2 separate regions of the Mus musculus genome follow, and region 2 is linked to region 1. The links are chromatin contacts, called in public promoter capture Hi-C maps. All regions are on one chromosome and are shown on one strand. The core of a region is the stretch at or near the end of the contact, and the rest is flanking DNA. Distances in the headings are between cores, read along the strand shown.

Region 1 (4,701 bases), core at 1,033-3,532:
TCGAGGCCAGCCTGGTCTACAAAGTGAGTTCCAGGACAGCCAGCGCTATTCAAAGAAACCCTGTCTCGAAAAACCAAAACCAAAACCCAAACAAACACGACATCTCACCCTGCAACTATCACAGGAGCATTTTCTTTCCCACCTCAGCAGGAGCTGTCCACGGTGGCCACAACTCCACTCCAGCCTCCTCAGAGATGGCGCCTCAGCCAAAGCCAGCTGTGGCTGGGAAGGACTTCCCACCTTAATCCATGGACCCGATGCAGGGAAAAGGGGTGAGAAAAGCCACCAATCTCTGAGCGCCCCAAGCTCAGGACTTAAAATTCCACCAATCCTACATCTGGAAATCTCTGCCCTGCTAAAGCACCTCCACTAAGCAAGCCCATATAAGCTCTGCCCTTTGTCCAGTCCTCGCCCAGGAGCAGAGGGCAGCCATTTCTGGATTCAGCCCTCCACATGCTGGACCCTCCAATACATCTCTTTCATGAGATTTGGTGCCTGGTGTGACTCTCTCGTCGCAAGAAGCCATGAAGACAAAAAGTAAAGATGTGGACTGGGGCTGAGGCTCCTGAGCGCCTGAGTTCAGTTGGGGATCCCCTTCCCTCGGAGCTGCAATGCTTCTGCTGAGGAAGAGACTTCCTCTCAGAGCCGTAAGGTCCCTGGGCTCCCATGCCCCAGGATGCCCTTCCACTGGGTACCATTCCCCTTGAGTTCTAGGATTACCCTTTCATCTGAGCAGAAACACCTACACCCACCATCAACCATCAACTGTATAAAAATTCTTAGAGAGGGGTGCGATCTCATGAGCCTTCCCCCTCCTCCATGACAGGAAATTGAAGGGCCTACTTTTGGGCAGAGTTGCACTCGCTATGAATTTAAAAATGGATCCAGGGCTGGTGAGATGGCTCAGTGGGTAAGAGCACCCGACTGCTCTTCCGAAGGTCCAAAGTTCAAATCCCAGCAACCACATGGTGGCTCACAACCACCCGTAATGAGATCTGATGCCCTCTTCTGGAGTGTCTGAAGACAGCTACAGTGTACTTACATATAGTAAATAAATAAATCTTTATAAAAAAAAAATGGATCCAGAGGCTCCAACGCCCTCCTCTGGCCTTCCTGAACACTGCACACAATCACAAGAGCTATACTGTTTGTTTGTGAGGGACTCAACGCCTTGTACGGAGGTCGTCCGAAGCTGGCAATATGGTTTTCGCCTATGATCTCTGGGAATAGTTTTCGATGTCTATGCATGTATTTGTACATTTAAAAAAAAATCTTTTTGAGGGCTGGAGAGATGGCTCAGCGGTTAAGAGTACCAACTGCTCTTCTGAAGGTCGGGAGTTCAAATCCCAACAACTGCTTTGCAACCATCCGTAATGAGATCTGATGCCCTCTTCTGGTGTGTCTGAAGACAGCTACAGTGTACTTACATATAATAAATAAATAAATCTAAAACAAACAAACAAAAAAACCAAACCAAACCAAAAAAAATTTTTTTTTCCCTCGAGACTTCTCTGTGTAGCCCTGGCTGTCCTGGAACTCACTCTGTAGACCAGGCTGGCCTCGAACTCAGAAATCCGCCTGCCTCTGTCTCCTGAGTGCTGGGATTAAAGGCGTGAGCCACCACCGCCCGGTTTGTTACAGATAATTTTATGTGCATGAGAATTTTGCCTGCATGTATGTATGTGCAACACGTATGTGCCTCTAGAGGTCAGAAGAGGGTGTCCAATCTCATGAAACGAGTTACGTATGGGAGAGTTCCCTCGTACGTGGGTGCTGGGAATCCAATCCAAGTATTCTGTAAGAGCAGCGAAAGCTCTTAATTGCCGGGGCATCTCTTCATCTCCCCCGTCCCGCGCCCTGAGAAAGGCTCTCTCGACATAGCCCCGTCTCAGTCACTATGTTGACCAGGCTGGTCTTGAACTCACGCACACCTGCTTGCCTCTAACTCTCAAGTGCCGGGTTTAAAGGCGTGAGGCACCACGCCCGGCTGGGTTGGTACTGTAGAGTCCAGTTTTGCATCAGACCTCCGCCACCTCCCGCTCAGCATCCCGGTGCTCTACACTGGTTCCTCCTTAGAGCCTCTCACACGCTGGACCAGCTATCACTGAGCTACAGCCCAGCCCATCGCACGAGTTTTCCATCTTCTGTGGAGCTGGAAACACAGATTCGGCCCAAGAGCAATTAAAACGAAACTTCAAGTACCAAACGGTCACCGATGCCACATTGACCAAACTCCAGCATCCGAGACGTGGTGCTCTCGCGAGAGTGGACGCCAAGCAATCATGTGACAGGCCAAGATGGCGTCGCCCAGGGAGCTGGACGAAGAGTCGCCGGTTTACCTGGTGGTGAGCGGGATCCCTGCCGTGTTACGCTCGGCTCAGTTACGGAGCTACTTTAGCCAGTTCCGGGAACAGCGCGGCGGAGGCTTCCTGTGCTTCCACTACCGGCACCGGCCCGAGAGGGGCCCTCCGCAGGCGAGTCCCGAGGCGGCCCGGGCTGGCCCGGACCCCGCCGCTGAGGATCCGGTTCTCGCCCAGGCTCCGGCCTCCGATGCCCGCGCTGTCCGCGCCCGGGGCTCTGCGGCAGCCCAGACCCGCACCTGCTGCTGCGTCGTCTCGGTGAGGGGAGCGGCGCAAGCCCAGCGGCTGCTTCGCATGTACTCCGGTCGCCGGTGGCTGGACTCTCAGGGGACCTGGCTTCCCGGTCGCTGTCTCATCCGCAGGCTTAGGCTTCCCACCGAGGTTTCAGGTAAGGGGGAGAGAATGGACCGGACGCACGGCCCTTGGAAAAGAGGCGCATTGCCTGGGTGGTTAAGATAGGTTATCACTGTTTAGAGCTTAAGTTAGTTCTGGACAAAGCTACAAGTTTTCAGCCCAATCTGCATGTTTTTACTCAAGGACTTACAAGGCAAAACAGACAAAACAACTGAGATCTGTATAGATAAGTTTCAAATGTATCCCCTCTTAAGGACCATTTCCCTAAGGGTGGTGATTTTTGTACTGACATGATTTCTTAAAAAGGATATTTGGAGCCCGGTGCGCTAAGGCACGCCTTTGATCCCAGCTCTCAGGCGGCAGAGGCAGGAGGATCTCTGAGCGAGCGAATTCCAGGACAGCCAGTGCTACACAGAGGAACCATATCTTGAAATGCACAAAGGAAACTTGGTTTCTTCTAATCTAACCTAGCGACTGGAAGACAGGCTCTGCAGAGGAAAGAGCTGGGGGCAGCAGAGAGGGGCTGGGCACAAGTGTGTCCATTGGGGAAAAGGAAGCCAGGTGTTTTAAAATGCCAGATGGAGAGGTTTAAATAAATTATTTTGAAACAGTTCATCCTAAAGAGTCATTAGCAATAGTGGTGGTATATATGCCTTTAGTTCTAGTGCCTGGGAAGTAGAGGCAGATGGATCTCTGTAGTTCTAGCCTGGCTTGGTCTACAAAGTGAGTTCCAGGACAGCCAAGACTATCTAGCTCTGACCCTGTCTCAAAAGTTAAAAAAATAACATACAAAACAAAAATGAAAAACTGGTATCAGCTCAAAGTTAAACAGTTTCATAGAAAGAGGTGTGTGTGTGTGCGTGTGTGCGTGTGCGCGTGTGCACACACACTCGAGTGCATATGCCGGCTATGGTTTAAGCAGAATCTTTAGGAGCAATGTCTTATCAAGACATACAGCATGAGCTGCCTCTCTATGTGTGTGTCTCTCTCATGTAATCTATGCTGGCCTCAAACTCTATGAAAGTTCCAATGACCTTGAGCCAGGTGTGGTAGTGAACCCCTTTAATCCCAGGAAAAGCAATCAAATTTCTATATTCAAGGCCAGCCTGGTTTACATGTCTAGTTTCAGACCAGACAGGGTCTGCCTCAAAAATAAATAAACAAAAGAAGTAACCTTGGGCTCCTGCCTGTGCCTCCCATGCTGGGATTATAAGTGTATGCCACCATATTTGATCAGCCCATCATTTTCTTATGGACTTCTCAAAACAATCCTTTGCTACCAAGAAAGATTGCTTATCTTGCTACCCGCTCTGAAGACCTGACTTGGATCTCAGGACCCACATAGTGGGAGGAGAAAAGCAACTCCAGCAAGCTATATCCTGGCCTCCATAGGTGCACTGTAATGTGCACACCGCAGTAAAGAAACAAAACGTAGGGGGCTGGTGCGATAGCTCAGCAGGTAAGAGCACTGACTGCTCAAGGTCCAGAGTTCAAATCCCAGCAACCACATGGTGGCTCACAACCATCTGTAATGAGATCTGAAGACAGCTACAGTGTACTTATAAATAAATAAAACCTTTTATTAAAAAAAAAGAAAGAAAGAAACTGTAATAAAAAAAATCAGGGCTGGAGAGATGGCTGAGCACTGGCAGCTCTTCCATAGGACCCAGGTTCAATTCCCAGCAACCACATGGCAGCTCACAACCCTCTGTAACTCCAGTTCCAGCAGATCCAACACACACACACACACACACACACACACACACACACACACACACACACAGAGGCAAAACACCTCTGTGTTTAGTGCACATTAAAAAAATCATTTGTGGGCCTGGTGAGATGGCTCAGTGGGTTAGAGCACCGACTGCTCTTCCGAAGGTCCAGAGTTCAAATCCCAGCAACCACATGGTGGCTCGCAACCATCCATAACGAGATCTGACTCCCTCTTCTGGAGTGTCTGAGGACAGCTACAGTGTACTTACAT
Region 2 (4,701 bases), core at 1,221-3,720, 250 kb after region 1:
TTTTTTGTTTTGCTTTGTTTTGTTTTTTGGTTTTTCAAGACAGGGTTTCTCTGTAGCCCTGGCTGTCCTGGAACTCACTCTGTAGACCAGGCTGGCCTGGAACTCAGAAATCTGCCTGCCTCTGCCTCCCAAGTGCTGGGATTAAAGGCGTGTGTTATCACGCCCGGCAATAAAGAACTTTTAAGATGTTAAAATTGGATCCAGATAGTCCTGAGGTGTCTTCTCTCTACATCATTTTATTGACATTAGCAACAATGTTCTGAATGGTGGCTTTTACTTAGGATATTCTTGTGCACCTAACATTTGTAGAGCATGGATGGAGAGAGAACACAGTTACTAAAGAGTCTGGGTTCTCAAGCACAAGGACGTGTGCTTCATTTTCACAACCCACACGAAACCCCAGATATTGCCAAGTGTGGACAACACCTGGCTTAATTTCATCACTCAGGAAGCAGAGGCAGGTAGATCTATGAAAGTTTGAAGCTAGTGTGATTTATACAGTGAGCCAGGAATACACAATGAGGCACATGTTTTACATTTAAATCTATATTATTATTATTATTATTGTGAGTGTGTACTTGCATGAAGATGCTTGCAGAGTCTTAAGGTCTCTTTTTTTTTTTTTTTTTTTTGGTTTTTCGAGACAGGGTTTCTCGGTGTAGCCCTGGCTGTCCTAGAACTCACTCTGTAGACCAGGTTGGCCTGGAACTCAGAAATCCGCCTGCCTCTGCCTCCCGAGTGCTGGGATTAAAGGCGTGCGCCACCACGCCACGCCCAGCTGAGTCTTTAAGGTCTTAAGAGAGCATCGGATCTGGATCTCCTGGAGCTGAAAGCTGTGGTCTATGTTGTGCTTTGAAAGAGCAGCAAGGCCCAGGCGGTGGTGGCGCACGCCTTCAATCCCAGCACTTGGGAGGCAGAGGCAGGCAGATTTCTGAGTTCGAGGTCAGCCTGATCTACAGAGTGAGTTCCAGGACAGCCAGGACTACACAGAGAAACCCTGTCTCAAAAAAACCAACCAAACAAACAAACAAAGAAAGAGCAGCAAGTGTTCTCGACTGCTGAGCCATCTCTGCATCTCTCTTTATGAGAAAGGGTTTCATGTAGCCCCTTCTAGCCTCAAGCCTGCTATGTAGCTGAACTCTTGACCCTCCTGCCCACACTTTCCAAATGCTAGGATCAGGCATGTACTGCCATGCTCAGAGCCAAGTCTACTGATTCAAGAAGCCCCAGTTCTCCCATCTGTAAGTAGGAGCAATAGCAGCCATTATGGCATACCATCGTTGTGTGGGGATTATTTGATACACTATTTCTTTCCTCCAATACTTAAAAATCAAAACCCAATGCCTTTAAATGCTAGCTAGGCAAGCAAAGTTCTATCTTGACGTTATTTGATATTTTAAATATAGAATATACTTAGCGTATTCTGATCAGAATGTGGATTCATAGGGCATGACAGCATGTTCATGTCTGTGATGTAGACTGCTTTACAGAAATAGTGACTACCACACACCTCCCTTCATCCATTTTAGCTGTTCACTAAAACGGCATTAACTTAGTCCTGGTTATCTTAGAGAAAGAAACCCCTGAAATGGGGCTCTGAGGGTCCCTGCTGCTGAAGCAAGGTAAACCACCTCACTTCGCTCTCCTTCCTGTTTTTTTTTTCTTCATGCTTTAATCATTTTGACACCAGGCTGTACAAAAGTAATTTAAAATTAACATGTCTGACACTTGGAGGCTGGCAGAACCGGATTCTGAACCCTGCCCCCTCTCTGGGGCAGCCAGAACCGGTCTTTCATTGGCTACTGGTCCTGCAGCAGCTGATGGAAAGCCCAGGAAACATATCCAACAATTAATTTGCTAATTTGGTTTTCTGTCTAATTTGAAACCAGAAAGCCTTCAATCACCCAGGAGCCTGGCTCTCTGGCTCCAGCGTTGGCTTCTGAAATGTCCTGTCTTGCAGCTCTCAGAAAAATAAGGAGAGGTTTACCTCGTCAGGTATGTAGCATTAGCCAGTGCTGTCCGTCAGTGGCTTCCTAAAGGATCGTAGTTTACAAGTCAGGTTACCAGAAGAATTGGGAAGAACACATTCAGAAAGTGTTCAGTGTGGTTGCACTGCTTCCTGAACCATGGGGAATTTCCAGACCAATACTGTGCTCAGGATTTAGAAGAGCCAGGGTTTCCTGAGTCTCACACGGGTTCCTAGCTTAGAGGCAAGCGTGGCTCTAAACCATGCTCAGCCACCCTGGGAACCTTCTTGCTGACTTCAGTGGGAAGAGGCACAGAGGACTTGTGTGAGGCTGGGGAAGGTGGCATTGGTGTCGCATGGGAAGCCAGACCTCAGGCAGCCTTCCACAGACCCTCAGAGGCTGGCCTTTCCCCTCTGGAGAGTTCAGCCAAAAGCAAGCGGCAGGTTTCCCTCTCCATTATGCTGCACAGTCCGCCCCTGCTGCCACTTGGAGTCTGCTCAGTGGCTTGACTTACTTCCTGTTTTCCCACCTCGGGCAGGTTGAGTTCCTCTGCCTGACTTCTTAAACCTTATATAATCTGGCTGCACCAATCCCTATTTTGAACTGCTCATTAGTACATATTCAAATTTGGCAAGACGAGTTGTTCTCAGAACATGCTGCTCTGTCTCTGCCTCCGAATCCTTTTCCATTCCCCTGCTGACTTTCTTAGGTGTGCTCCATTCCCGTGCTCTGTTTGCCTCCAGTCAAATCCTGTCTGAACCTCGAGTCCCGCCAGTGTCTTATTTCTTCCTTTTAGATTTCCTTAGCACCAAGTTTTTCTTCCTACCTTCCCTTGGGTAACAATGTACCAAGCTGTTGTTTGTTTTGCTTTGCTTTGTTATTTTGATTTTTTTCAAAGCAGGGTTTCTCTGTGTAGCCCTGGTCCTGGAACTCACTCTGTAGACCAATCTAGTCTGGCCTGGTTAGGGAGTACACCTGTTTCTGCCTCCTGAGTGCTGGGATTGAAAATGTGCTAAAAATTTATTCCTTTATTTTTATTTTTAGATTTAAGAGCACCGACTGCTCTTCCAAAGGTCCTGAGTTCAAATCCCAGCAACCACATGATGGCTCACAGCCATCTGTAATGGGATCTGATGCCATCTTCTGGTGCATCTGAAGACAGCTACAGTGTACTTAGATATAATAATAATAAATAAATCTTAAAAAAAAACAAACCCAAGAAGTCATGTGGTAAGAGTTAGAGAATCCGAGCACACACAGTTGGCACAGGAAACACTCAACTTTGGTATAAACATTGGCATTCAAACTACATGAGTATTTATATCACATCAGCTGGAAGCAGAGTTCAGTGGTCATGTATGCTCAGCAAAAATGAGGCACTGTGTAGGGTAGAGGTGGCGCACACCTTTAATTCCCGCACTCAGGAGGCAGAGGCAGGTGGGTCTATGTAAGTTTGAGACCAGCCTGCTCTAAATATCAAGTTCCAGGGCAGTCAGGACAGTATAAAGAAACTGTGACTCAAAGAAAAGGAGGTGGAGGAAGAAGGGGAGTGGGGGAAGAAGAAGAAGAAAGAGACTCTACCCCTGAATTCCCCCTAGGGAGGATGAAAGGGAAGAGAGGAAGAACTCACTCTTATCACAGGAATGACCTTATCAGAGCATTCCACCACCCAGCCTGCCCCTAAGGCAGTCAGAAGGCAGGCAGGGCAGCCTGTTTCTCCTTCTGTAAGTCGTAGCATCATACAGGTGTGTGTGTGTGTGTGTGTGTGTGTGTGTGTGTGTGTGTGTGTGTGTGTGTGAAAATTCCTGGTCACTGCAGGTGCACGGATAGAGTAGTTAGATAAAACTAACTATAGATAGAACTGTAATTAGGACAGGCAGTGGTGGCGCACGCCTTTAATCCCAGCACTCGGGAGGCAGAGGCAGGTGGATTTCTAAGTTCAAGGCCAGCCTGGTCTACAGAGTGAGTTCTAGGACAGCCAGGGCTATACAGAGAAACCCTGTCTCGAAAAACCAAAAAAAAAAAAAAAAAAAAAAAAAGGAAGAAGAAGAAGAAGAAGAAGAACTGTAGTTAGCTGACGCAGAATCCTGCCCCATGCTCCTGCACCAGTGCGTTCTACCACATTTCTGGAATAGTGCTTAGAAGCCAGCAGGGTTCAGTTTATGAAAGAGTTGCTCTGATTGTGGCCTAGGCCCAACTACAAAATTAGTAAACTGAGTCTTCACCCATTTCCTGCATCTAGCTCTAGTGCTAAATGATGTGTTAAGTTGTGGTCCCCTCCCAGGCACCCATACTTCAGAGAGGACCAGATGGGAGAGGAGTGTCATCTCAGGGACTCCAGCATCACTTGACAGGCAAGCTGCCCAGAGCCATGGTTTGGGGAGAGCATCATCCCATAGATGGCACTGTATGGCGCTCTGCGTCCCACATACACATCAGTAAAAATAACGCTTTCAAAACTTAAATTGCATAAGATCAAGTTTGGTTGGCTCACACCTTTATTCTGAGCACTCTGGAGGCAAAGGGGGGTCCTTGAGTTTGAGGCCAGCCTGGGCTACAGAGAGAGAAACAAACAAACAAACAAACAAACGAAATGTCTCGGTGTAAAAGGGGCAGGTGTGTGTTTCTGAAGGAGGGGAGGAGGCAGGCAAGCTGAACTGTGCACTTATCTGAGATTAGAGAATTCCAGATAACTGCTTCAGTGCCTCTCAGATCTTGGACTGTGTTAACCAGG

The links. Promoter capture Hi-C pulls out the DNA fragments that hold promoters and counts their contacts.
Region 2: a contact with region 1 is called in a promoter capture Hi-C map of embryonic stem cells, with 6 times the contacts expected there. The contact joins the enhancer-like site here to the promoter of Gpatch3 in region 1. A contact is called at or near these places in 27 of 39 promoter capture datasets (the 3T3-L1 cell line, 3T3-L1-derived adipocytes, the C10 cell line and 17 more), 2 of 15 datasets of contacts at CTCF or cohesin (the NIH/3T3 cell line and large pre-B cells), 44 of 484 Hi-C or Micro-C datasets (the AML12 cell line, B cells, the C2C12 cell line and 32 more), 38 of 115 datasets of contacts at active chromatin or transcription factors (the 230-238 cell line, the HPC-7 cell line, the NIH/3T3 cell line and 23 more) and 4 of 9 other capture datasets (adipose tissue, liver, macrophages and 1 more).

Annotation. Positions count from the first base shown.
Region 1 is chr4:133,572,463-133,577,163 of GRCm38.p6, forward strand. It overlaps Gpatch3 (G patch domain containing 3), which reads left to right and starts at 2,283. Exons shown (of 7, transcript NM_172876.2): 1 at 2,283-2,748. The coding sequence starts at 2,298.
Region 2 is chr4:133,818,586-133,823,286 of GRCm38.p6, forward strand. It overlaps Gm12974 (predicted gene 12974), which reads left to right. Exons shown (of 3, transcript NR_168140.1): 3 at 3,012-3,181. Among named protein-coding and RNA genes, the nearest start is that of Gm12974, 4.5 kb to the left of the region's middle. Within about 2 kb of position 2,471, at least 91 of the 459 cell types and tissues checked have an H3K27ac peak or open chromatin away from gene starts, as enhancers often do. A contact at or near this core is called in B cells, CD8 T cells, the CH12 cell line and 19 more, where this site is marked.